Linked DNA regions of Mus musculus: region 2 is linked to region 1. A link is a contact called in public Hi-C data. All regions are on one chromosome and are shown on one strand. The core of a region is the stretch at or near the end of the contact, and the rest is flanking DNA. Distances in the headings are between cores, read along the strand shown.

The links. A called contact is a pair of places that touch in the nucleus more often than the background predicts.
Region 2: a contact with region 1 is called in a Hi-C map of bone marrow-derived macrophages, with 15 read pairs. The contact joins two enhancer-like sites. A contact is called at or near these places in 2 of 39 promoter capture datasets (the C10 cell line and embryonic stem cells), 1 of 15 datasets of contacts at CTCF or cohesin (large pre-B cells), 2 of 484 Hi-C or Micro-C datasets (the AML12 cell line and bone marrow-derived macrophages), 3 of 115 datasets of contacts at active chromatin or transcription factors (embryonic basal ganglia, large pre-B cells and stem cell-derived neural progenitor cells) and 4 of 9 other capture datasets (adipose tissue, embryonic stem cells, embryonic tail and 1 more).

What each region holds. Positions count from the first base shown.
Region 1 is chr6:89,048,719-89,053,706 of GRCm38.p6, reverse strand. No RefSeq gene overlaps it. Among named protein-coding and RNA genes, the nearest start is that of Gm36639, 27 kb to the right of the region's middle. Within about 2 kb of position 2,931, at least 6 of the 459 cell types and tissues checked have an H3K27ac peak or open chromatin away from gene starts, as enhancers often do. A contact at or near this core is called in bone marrow-derived macrophages, where this site is marked.
Region 2 is chr6:89,603,993-89,608,980 of GRCm38.p6, reverse strand. No RefSeq gene overlaps it. Among named protein-coding and RNA genes, the nearest start is that of Chchd6, 11 kb to the right of the region's middle. Within about 2 kb of position 2,755, at least 7 of the 459 cell types and tissues checked have an H3K27ac peak or open chromatin away from gene starts, as enhancers often do. A contact at or near this core is called in bone marrow-derived macrophages, where this site is marked.

The sequences.
Region 1 (4,988 bases), core at 1,682-4,181:
TTCCAGGGTCAGCTACATCAGTGCCTCCCCCCTCCCCCCTCCCCCCCCCCCCCCCCCCCCGCCACCTGGACTGGAAGGCACTTCATACAGTGGAGTGAGGACCATGAAGCCATGGCTTCAACAAAAGGCCAAGCAGCACTGACAGGAGTAGCATAGGATGGATGATGGACAGTGATGTGAGTGAGGGCTGGACCATTCTTCACTTGTTGCTGAGCCCATACCCTTGCCCGATGACTATAGCCCTTCTGATAAGATCAGAATCCTCTCCTTCAGCCTGGCTGGACTGTGGCAGATGAAGTAAGTAGACACTGAGTTCTGAGCTCTAGGCAGCTTCCACTTAGCATCTTAACACACCTGTGTGTCCCCGTCAACCTAACCAACTGAAGAACCCAGAAGAGAGGCCCCCACATGGGGCCTGGGCCAACCCGCATGCTACTGACTCTTGAGCAAGTCGGAAGCCTAGATCACAGAACTGTGAGCTCAGCTGTCTGTCTGAGGCAAGCTGTAGTTAGAAGCCATCCACAGGCAAACATCTGTCAGAAACGGTATCTGTGGCTTCAGGCCCTGAGATGAAGGGTGGTTTGTTACACAGCTGTACAAAACCGATACAAACAGAAAATACCCACAGTCCTGTGTTGTTTGTTTTCTCGGTGCTGCAATGAGATACCTGACAAAACGCAGTTAAGAAAGGAAGGGTTTGCTCTCGGTTTGAGGGCACAGTCCACAGCAGCAGGGCTGTGGGCAGCTGGTCTCATGACTTCCATAGCCATGAAGCAGAACGACATGATGTCAGTCAGGGCTCAGCTCACTTTCTCCTTTGTATTCAACCCCAGATTGTGGGATGATGTCACCCACAGTCAGGCTGAGTCTTCACACCTCAGTTAAGGAAATCTAGAAATTCCCCCTCAGGAATACCTAGAGGTTTGTCTTCTATGAGAGCCTGGAGCCTGTCAGGTTGACAGTCCATAGTAATCATCACTTTCCCTGAGCTACACTGAGAGGGAAGAGCAGTGGGCGCCAAGAAGCTCCAGACAGAACCAAGAGCACCAGGCAAAAGGTCAGGTCCCTGTTTTGAAGGCAGCAGCAGGGCAGAGGGGGACGCCCCCAGCATCACCCCACTGTCCAGGTGCAGCCCCTCCCTTTCATCCACTGAGCTTCCTCTACTCTGCCCACCACCCGCACTGATCCTTCCTGGTTACCAAGAAAGCCCACACAACTTTGCTCCGCTGGAGCAATTCTGACACCTCTCTCCCTAGCCCGTCATGTCCAGGCTTTGCCTTCACAGAGGCCCTCCTTGGTGTTCTGCCAACTTCGTGGTACCCCGGAGGGGGAGGCTACTACCACAGGTGACACAAGGCTGTGGCATCTGGGGCTTGTGTGCGAGGCTTCAGCTTCTGTTGGTCTGTTTACTATTCCAGAATGCTTGAGTCCTGGTCCATTGAGACTGCTGTTGTGCACACACACTCTGCAGAGGCTGGGCTAGGTATCTTATAAACAAGAGGGAGTTAAGGCTACCAGTTCAATAAGCTGAGAACTCTAAGGGAAAGGTGTTAGCTTCTGCCTGGTTCATGGGGGGCGGGAGAGGCAACCCTCTGCTGTGTCCCCACAAAGTGGGGGGAGGTAAGTCAGCCCTCTTTGTCCTCTTCCATTCCCTGGGGCCCTATCTTCATGGTCCGGTGGACTCCTACAGGCCTACCTCCTAAAACCTTCATCTCAGGGACCGGGACTCTGGTGTGTGAGTCTGGGAACAGGAACACGCAGTCTATAGCAATTTATCAAGCACATTCAACCGAGCACGTGAAGGCCAAGCCAACTGTGAAACAATGTTTCCTTTTAAGATAAATTTGTTTTCTACAACCGCATCTGCCATTGGGATGCAGAAGGCGGTAGACAGCCAACAGATGCCCACCTGCAGGAGTAGCACAATCCACCCATGAAGAAGATGGTTGGAAACAAGAAGAGGATGTGGTGAGCGCCTGTAACCCCAACTCTTGGGAGGCAGAGGCAGGAGGATCACTGCAAGTTGGAAGTCAGACAGGGAAACACAGCAAAGAAGGAGGGGGTAATAGAGGATGGGAAGAGGGAGAGGATGAGGAAGGAAAAGAGCAGAGTGGGTGCTCTGGCCCAGTACCTCCAACAGGCCATACTCCAGGGAGAAAGGCAGAAGGCTGTACTGCAGAGGCATAGAGGCAGTGGGAAATCCAGGTCATGTGCTGAGCAAGAGGGACTCAGCCAGTGCCCAGAAAGGTTAGTCCTTAAGACCTAGCCTGACTGGGCATAACTAAAGACGGAAGTCAAAGTAAACTTAGAGTCCTTTTAAAATTCCAGGAGGCCATGGAGGTAACCCAGCGGAAGCCCAGGTTCCCACAGTGCTAAAGGGCAGGAGCTCCTAGATAGGCCAGAACACAGTCAGCTCTAGGGCCCCACAGACCTCAAAATGCAAAGCCTTCCGCTCCAGCCACGCAATCCTGTGGGAATGAGTGATGTAGGCTAAGAAGGAGGTGTGACGGCAACACAGGGAAGGGAGGTCTGTCTACACAGAAAGCAACAGATAGCTATCGTTCTATTCTGGATGTTCAGCTTCGCAGCATATGTCCGTTTAAAAATGATGTAAAGATAAGCCAGCAAAATTAAATGCAAGAAGCACTCCCCCACTCCCAAGAGGCAGAGTCGAGTGAAAGAACGGAAATGAGTAGAGCCAGGAAGCACAGAACATTCCAGAAGCCAGAGCAGACAGAATTAGTGAGTGAGCAGCTCGGGCCACCATCATGGAACAGAACACAAGACAGCGCATTGCTGAGCAGAGACACCGAGAGTGACATGCTCTAAGTGGAAGCTCCTCAGACAGGGTGTCTTCTGCTCAGACTGTCTCATAGAGAGATGGGGGAAGGGACGAGAAAGAGGGGAAAGAGGAGGAGCGGAGGGGAGGAGGAAGTCAGGAAGGAGGGGGGACCAAAAACAGAAGTTGGTGGTCAATGTCAACAGGAGTCTGGAGGTCAGCTTAGAAGCAAGGCCAATGGAAGTTCCCCTTCTAGACACCAGGATCTTCTTTCCCAACATGGAGGTCTTCCCTTAGACCCCACTACATCCCCCTCCCTCTTCCACTCTTCCAACCCTTCATAATGACTAGGTCCTTAGGCCTTCGTGTATGTGTTTGTGTGTGTGTGTGTGTGTGTGTGTGTGTGTGTGTGTCTTAGGGTTTCCATTGCTGTGAACAGACACCATGACAAAGACAGCTCTTATAAGGGACAACATTTAAAGGGCTGGCTTACAGGTTGTGAGGTTCAATCCATTATCATCAAAGCGGGAGCATGGCAGTGTCCAGGCAGGCATGGCACTGGAGGAGCTGAGAGTTCTACATCTTCATCCAAAAGAAGCTAGGAACAGATTGTGTTCCAGGCAGCTATGAGGAGGGTCTCAAAGCCCACCTCCGTGGTGACACACTTACTCCAACAAAGCCTCACCTTCTAATAGTGGACCTGGACCACTATTCAAACCAAGCATATTCAAACCACCACACCAGCGATTTACCTTCTCTACACACAAACACACACACACACACACACACACACACACACTGCTCTGCTCAGTGATGGGATTACCATGATCCTGGTTTTTTTATGGCTTCTGAGGATAGGAAGTCAGATCCTCAAACTTGTGAGACACTTTACCCACTAAGCCATCTTCCCACCCTTAATTGTTGGCGTGTGTGTGTGTGTGTGTGTGTGTGTGTGTGTGTGTGTGTACTATAGGGGAGGCTGGGCAAGGTCCTTGTGAACAGCTAGCTTCATTGTCTAACGGTTAAGAGGACATTGTCACCATAATATGAATTTATTATATGTTATCTGTCCTCTACCAGGCTAAAAGCTGTCAGGATGCCCCTACCTCTAACCCACAGGGCAAAGACACATGTAGGAGATCTGGAAGCAATGAAGACATGGAGAGTCCCATGCTGTGCAAGGGAGACATGGAGAGCCCCATGCTGTGCCCCAGGTGACAAGCACAGACAGCTACAGCAGAGGGACCTGCCTGGCCCAGCAACATAACCAACTTAACACAGTTCACTCCCCCTCCCTCCCTCCCTCCTTCCCTCCCTCTCTCCCCCCTCCCATTCCTCTGTGTCTCCCCATCTCCAGGGTTCCCTAACCCCAAGGCTGATGTACACAGAGATTCCTCAAGCACTCCCCATACCTAGTCACTTTGCTCACAAAGGGGCTTCCTGTTAGAATTTCCATGACAATGCCCCTGAGAGATGCCCCAAGGCTTTGGCACAGAAGAGTAAGTCCCCTGGTTGATGGGGTTGAGTGGCCAGTGGGGACATATGTCAGTTATGATGCTGCCATCCCAAACTGCCCAGGGCTCTCTCCAGCAGATGGCCTTACAGAGGCAAAAGGAACACGAGAAAGCTGTCAGGGGTGAGTGAGCTGCAGAGATGTCAATGAGCTGAGATGCTGGAGAACTTGGTGCCACGCCCTTCCATGCTTTCTCTCTCATATTCGTGAGGGCCTAGATGTGGCCATGTCTAGGAAAGTCCAGGTCTTGCCCATCTTCACCTCTCACTGGTCCTTTTTCCTAAGGAAGCTGGGATGCCCTCACCTCAGGGTCTTTGTACCCGCTGGCCCAGACATCTCTAGTGTAAGGTCTCAGCTGGCCACCAACAGGATCCCAATCTGCTTCTGTACCATGCAGCGGCACCTGTGGAGAAGCACCCAGCCACATTATACCAGACTACAGCCCTGCTCACTCCACACTCCCATTTTCTGTCAGCTTCATTCATTGCAGTACTAAACTCTAAATTCCATGAGGATGAGGGTTTCGTCTGCTGTGTCCAGTACCTAGAGTGTGGTAAATTCTCAATAAGTGCTACTGATAAAACAAAATGGATGGATGGACAGATGAATGGACGGACAGATGGATGGATGAGTAGATGGATGGATGAGTAGATGGATGGATGGTTGGGCAGATGGATGGATGCTTGGGTGGGTGGA
Region 2 (4,988 bases), core at 1,506-4,005, 560 kb before region 1:
GTCACGAGATCGTGTAAAGCCACAAGAGACAAGCACATCTCGGAGAGTTGTTTCCTCCACCCAGTTCAGAACTTTATTTTCCTATTATCTTATTCTGAAAGCGTCCCAAGCTCATTCAAACAATGAAGTAATGGAATGGAATGCAAGATGCATTTCACTTAGAATCATCTCCTGACACTTTTCCCCTCGGAACCATCTGAGTGTAAGATGCAGACACTCTTGACACAGCATTCTTAAATAGTTTGGCACACATCTCCCAGAAACAAGAAAATTAAGATAGAGAGACTGGAGAGAAGGCATGGCAGATAAGACCCTTGCTAGTCTCGCATCCTGTCCAGGTTTAGCTCCCGGCAGCCACATAGTGACTCACAACCTCTGTACCTGGAGATCCAATGGCTGTGATGTTCTCTTCTGGCCTCTACAAGCACTGCACACATGTGGTACGCATATCAGCAACCAGGCAAATAATCATATATGTATAAAATTAAAGCTTTTTAAAAAGAAAAAGAATGTTGATTCCAAAATAATTACCGAATAGTATTAATCAATGTAGAAAGCCAGGGGTTTCACTCAGTGGTCCAGTTAACACTTAGTGTGTGGGAGGCCCTTGTGTCAATCTCAGTTGCAATAACAACAATAACAAGCCCTGTAGGATGTTATATTGTATGTAAACTTTCCAAGGGGCTGGGAAGATAGGTTAGTGGTCGGCTAAGAGCACTGACCACTCTTCCTAAGGACCAGAGTTCATTCCCAGCACCCACTTGAGGTGGATCCACCGCCCTCTTCTGGCCTGTCTGGGCACTGCACTCATGTGTACAACCCTCCCCACCCTGACCCCATCCCACACTTTTAAAAATAAATCTACTGGGGCTGGGCTTGGGGGGGGGATTTATCCCCCCTACCCCAGTAGATTCGGGGCACACACTGACTGGAACACTCCACAGCAGCTTGCTACATAGTTCCGCTGAGGAGCACACATTTTTTTTTCTCCCAGAATTTTTGAAGCATGGTCATTAAGTAAAAGTAGTGACCAGCAGGCCTCCTCATCATAATACAGCATTTACTGGTAAATAGTAAGACATCTTTCAAAACTAAAAGGCTGGGGGAATGGTCTGCTTCTTAACCTTGCATCTAGTGGCTTTAATATGTTTTGATGACTTGCGCCAGCTTCATTAAATTTCACTGAGGGTAGCAAAATGGCAATTTAAAAAAAAATCTTAATATTTTTTTGGCATTGACTAGCTGGTATTTTTATTTATAAAGAAGAGATTTTGGGCCACTGAGATGGCTCAGCAGGCAATGGCACTTTGCCCAGTGTAATAACCTGATATCAAGCACTGGACTCCACAGGGCAGAGGGAAAGAACTGATGTCTACAAGTTTTCTCCTGACTTCTCCACCTGCTGTGGCATGCATGTGCCCATCTGCACAAATATGTTCAAGTCTTCAAAAGGGAAAGTTTGCATCCCTTTACCATTTCTATCCGTTTCCCTCATTAGGATGGGATAATGGAGCAGATGAGGATGGAGAGATGGCTCAGTGGTTAAGAACACTGTCTGTTCTTCCAGAGGTCCTGAGTTCAACTCCCAGCAACCACATGGTAGCTCATAACCATCTGTACCAGGATCCAACGCCCTCTTCTGGTGTGTCTGAAGACAGTGTACTCACATATATAAAATAAACAAATCCTTATTTTTTAAAAAAAGACAGTTTGGAGCTGATGAGTTGGCTCAACTGGCTGAAATGCCTGTCTGATGATCTGAATTTGATCCCTAGAGTCTATAGTGCAAAGAGACATCCAACTCACATAAGTTCTCCTGACCCCAACATGTGCAAGGTGGTACACGTGAGCCCCTCCTATACCATATGTGTGCGCACACACACACACGTTTAAAATTGGGCTAGTGGATTTTTTAAAATATTAAATGCATTATAAGCCATTATTTTTATCATTCATTTAAAAAGGTTTATTTTATGTATATGCATGTGCCTGCATTAGTTTATACGCACCACTTGTGTGCAGGAGTCTACAGAGGCCAGAGTTAGAGACATGGGCTGCCATGCTGGGGCTGAGAACTGTACCTAGTTCTTCACTAAGAACAGTAAATGCTCTTAATTGTTGAGTAATCTCGCTGGCCTCATTTACTGTCTTTCTTGATGTTCAAATTGACTCAAATTTGACCAGTGGGAACCAGGCCCCTTTTCCTAGAGGGGTACATGGCTAGACAGAAGGAAATTGGCATTCTGTTGTAGGGAGAGGGATGGGTATGTGACAGCCAATAAGAGGTGTCACACTTTACTTTCTCCAGAGCCTCAGTTCCCTGGGTCTTAGGTGGGATCATCGCAATGGGAATTTTTAGACTCAATTAATCGGTCATGGATTAATATGGACAGCATCCTTCCCTGCCCTTTCCTCTCCGTTCCTATCACATTGCCTTTATTTCAATGTTGTCAGGAGCTGGGAGGAGAAGCTCAGTGACAAAGTGCTTGCCTAGCATGAGATCCTAGGTTTGATTCCAGCACCAGAAAAAGCAGTCATCTTACTTTTGATTTATAACACTACTTTTTTCTGTTTGCTCCTCAGTTATCTGTGAACTGGGCATGTGCACACCCCTCCCTGGAGGACTTGTGGTATCTCAAGGGTCCACCAGGATCTCTCACAGCAACGCTGAAGGCACAGTTTCAGGAGTTCCCTGGCTCTGACTCATTTTGCTGACTTTTTAGGGGGAGGTCATTGTATTAGTCACTTCATCATCTGACCCAGACTTTCCTGAATGGAGAATCCATTTGCGTCTCCTAGGATACCCTGAAAATGTCTGGGCCATGTAATGGATATTTGAGGTTTCTCATCGAGATTTTTGTTTACTGACCACTGAGGCCATTTCCCAGTGCCTGGGTATGTGGGACATTGATGAGTCACAGATGTCACCTTCTCTAGGGAACTATCCTCAGCTGCCAATGGCTGGCTGATGTGACATGGTCAAAGCTGGTGACAGGCTTCAACCTGATCCATAGGAGCACTGGAGTACAACTTTCAATAGAATCATGCCTATGTTTGGGCACCACAGCACCCCAGCCCAGCTTATTATGTTATAAATGACAAAATTGGGTATATTTAAGATATACAAGACTTGACGAATCTTGACGAAAGGATCACCACAATTAAGGTAGTTAATCTAGCCATTGGTTACCACTGTGTGTGTAGTTACGATCAAATTTTAATCATGGAACAGTATTCAAGAATATTTTATGTGTTTGGGTCTTTTCCCTGCATGTATGCCTATGCACCAAGTGTGTGCAGTGCTTAAGGAAGCCAGAAGAGGGCATCAGATTGAACACCTTTAATCCCAACATTTGGGGGGCAAGTTTGAAATCAGCATGGTCTACATAGAAGTTCTATGTCAGCCAGGGTGTCAAAGTAAGACCATGCCTCTAACAACAACAATAACAACAAACCTAATTACATATATTTAATTAATAAAGATCATATACATTCAAAGAGTACAAGGTGTACAAACACATGCTGTGTAATGCTTATTACAATCAAATTAGTCAATATGTCATTCACAACTCAAGCTGCACACTAGATCCCCAAGCCTTTTCATCTTATAACGAAAGTTTATATTCTTTTATCAACACCCCCATATTCACTGCAGAGCAAATAACCTATGAATTATAGACATTTGTTCCCTCACTGTGGCCATTGTGTGTGTGTGTGTGTGTGTGTGTGTGTGTGTGTGTGTATGTGTGTATCCCCCCACCATATTTTAAAAATGTGAGGGACTTCTATATCCTTTCCCATATTGGGTGTACCAATTTATATTTCCATCAACTGTGTGCAAGGGTTTCCTTCCTGCCAGTGTTTACCAATAGCTGTCATCACTTGTCTTTTTGATAGTGGTCATCCTAACAGAGAGTGGTGATAGACTGGTTTGGATCCGCATTTCTGAGCTGACTGGTAATGTTGAACACCAGAAAACACATGTTGTTCATGTGTTTTAGTGCTATTTGCATGATATGTAGGGGGGGGGGAAAGGACATGTTCTAGTCCTTTGTACATTTTAGAGTTGGGTTACTTCTTGCTTTTAAGTTAATATCTTGGATATTGTTAACCCTTTAGTATGAGTTATCTAGCTGGCAAATAATTCAGTCTTTAGGCTGCATTTTCACTTTCTTAGAAGCTTCCTTTGCTATGTAAGACTTTTTAATTTTAAAATTACATTTACCAGTGTGTGTGTGTGTGTGTGTGTGTGTGTGTGTGTGTGTGCGTGCGCGCGTACTTGCGTGCACGCACATGAGCACACATACCACATTCATGGCATGCATGTAGAAGTCAGGGGACACAAGGAGCTAAAGGGATCTGCAACCCTATAGGTGGAACAACATTATGAACTAACCAGTACCCCGGAGCTCTTGACTCTAGCTGCATATGTATCAAAAGATGGCCTAGTCGGTAATCACTGGAAAGAGAGGCCCATTGGACACGCAAACTGTATATGCCCCAGTACAGGGGAACGCCAGGGCCAAAAAAATGGGAATGGGTGGGTAGGGAAGTGGGGGGGAGGGTATGGGGGACTTTTGGGATAGCATTGGAAATGTAATTGAGGAAAATATGTAATAAAAATATTTAAAAAAAAGAGTAAAGCTTAGATATATATATATATATAAAAGAAGTCAGGGGACAGCTCATGGAAGTCGTTTTCTTGATCCACCATGCAAGTCCCAGGGAACAAACTCAAGCACTGTCAGCAAGCACCTTTGCCTGCTGGAATAACTTACCAGCTTGTACAAAGCCTTCTTTGTTTTGTTGTTAAAAAACTTGTTATTAGGTTTATTCTACTTTATATGTATGAATGTTTTGCCTGTGCCCACAGAAGTCAGAAGTGGGTATGGAATCTTCTGAAGCTGGATGCATGGATGGTTGTGAACCACCATGTGAGTGGTAGGAATTGAACCCAGGTCCTCTTTAAGAGCAATCAGTGCTCTAGA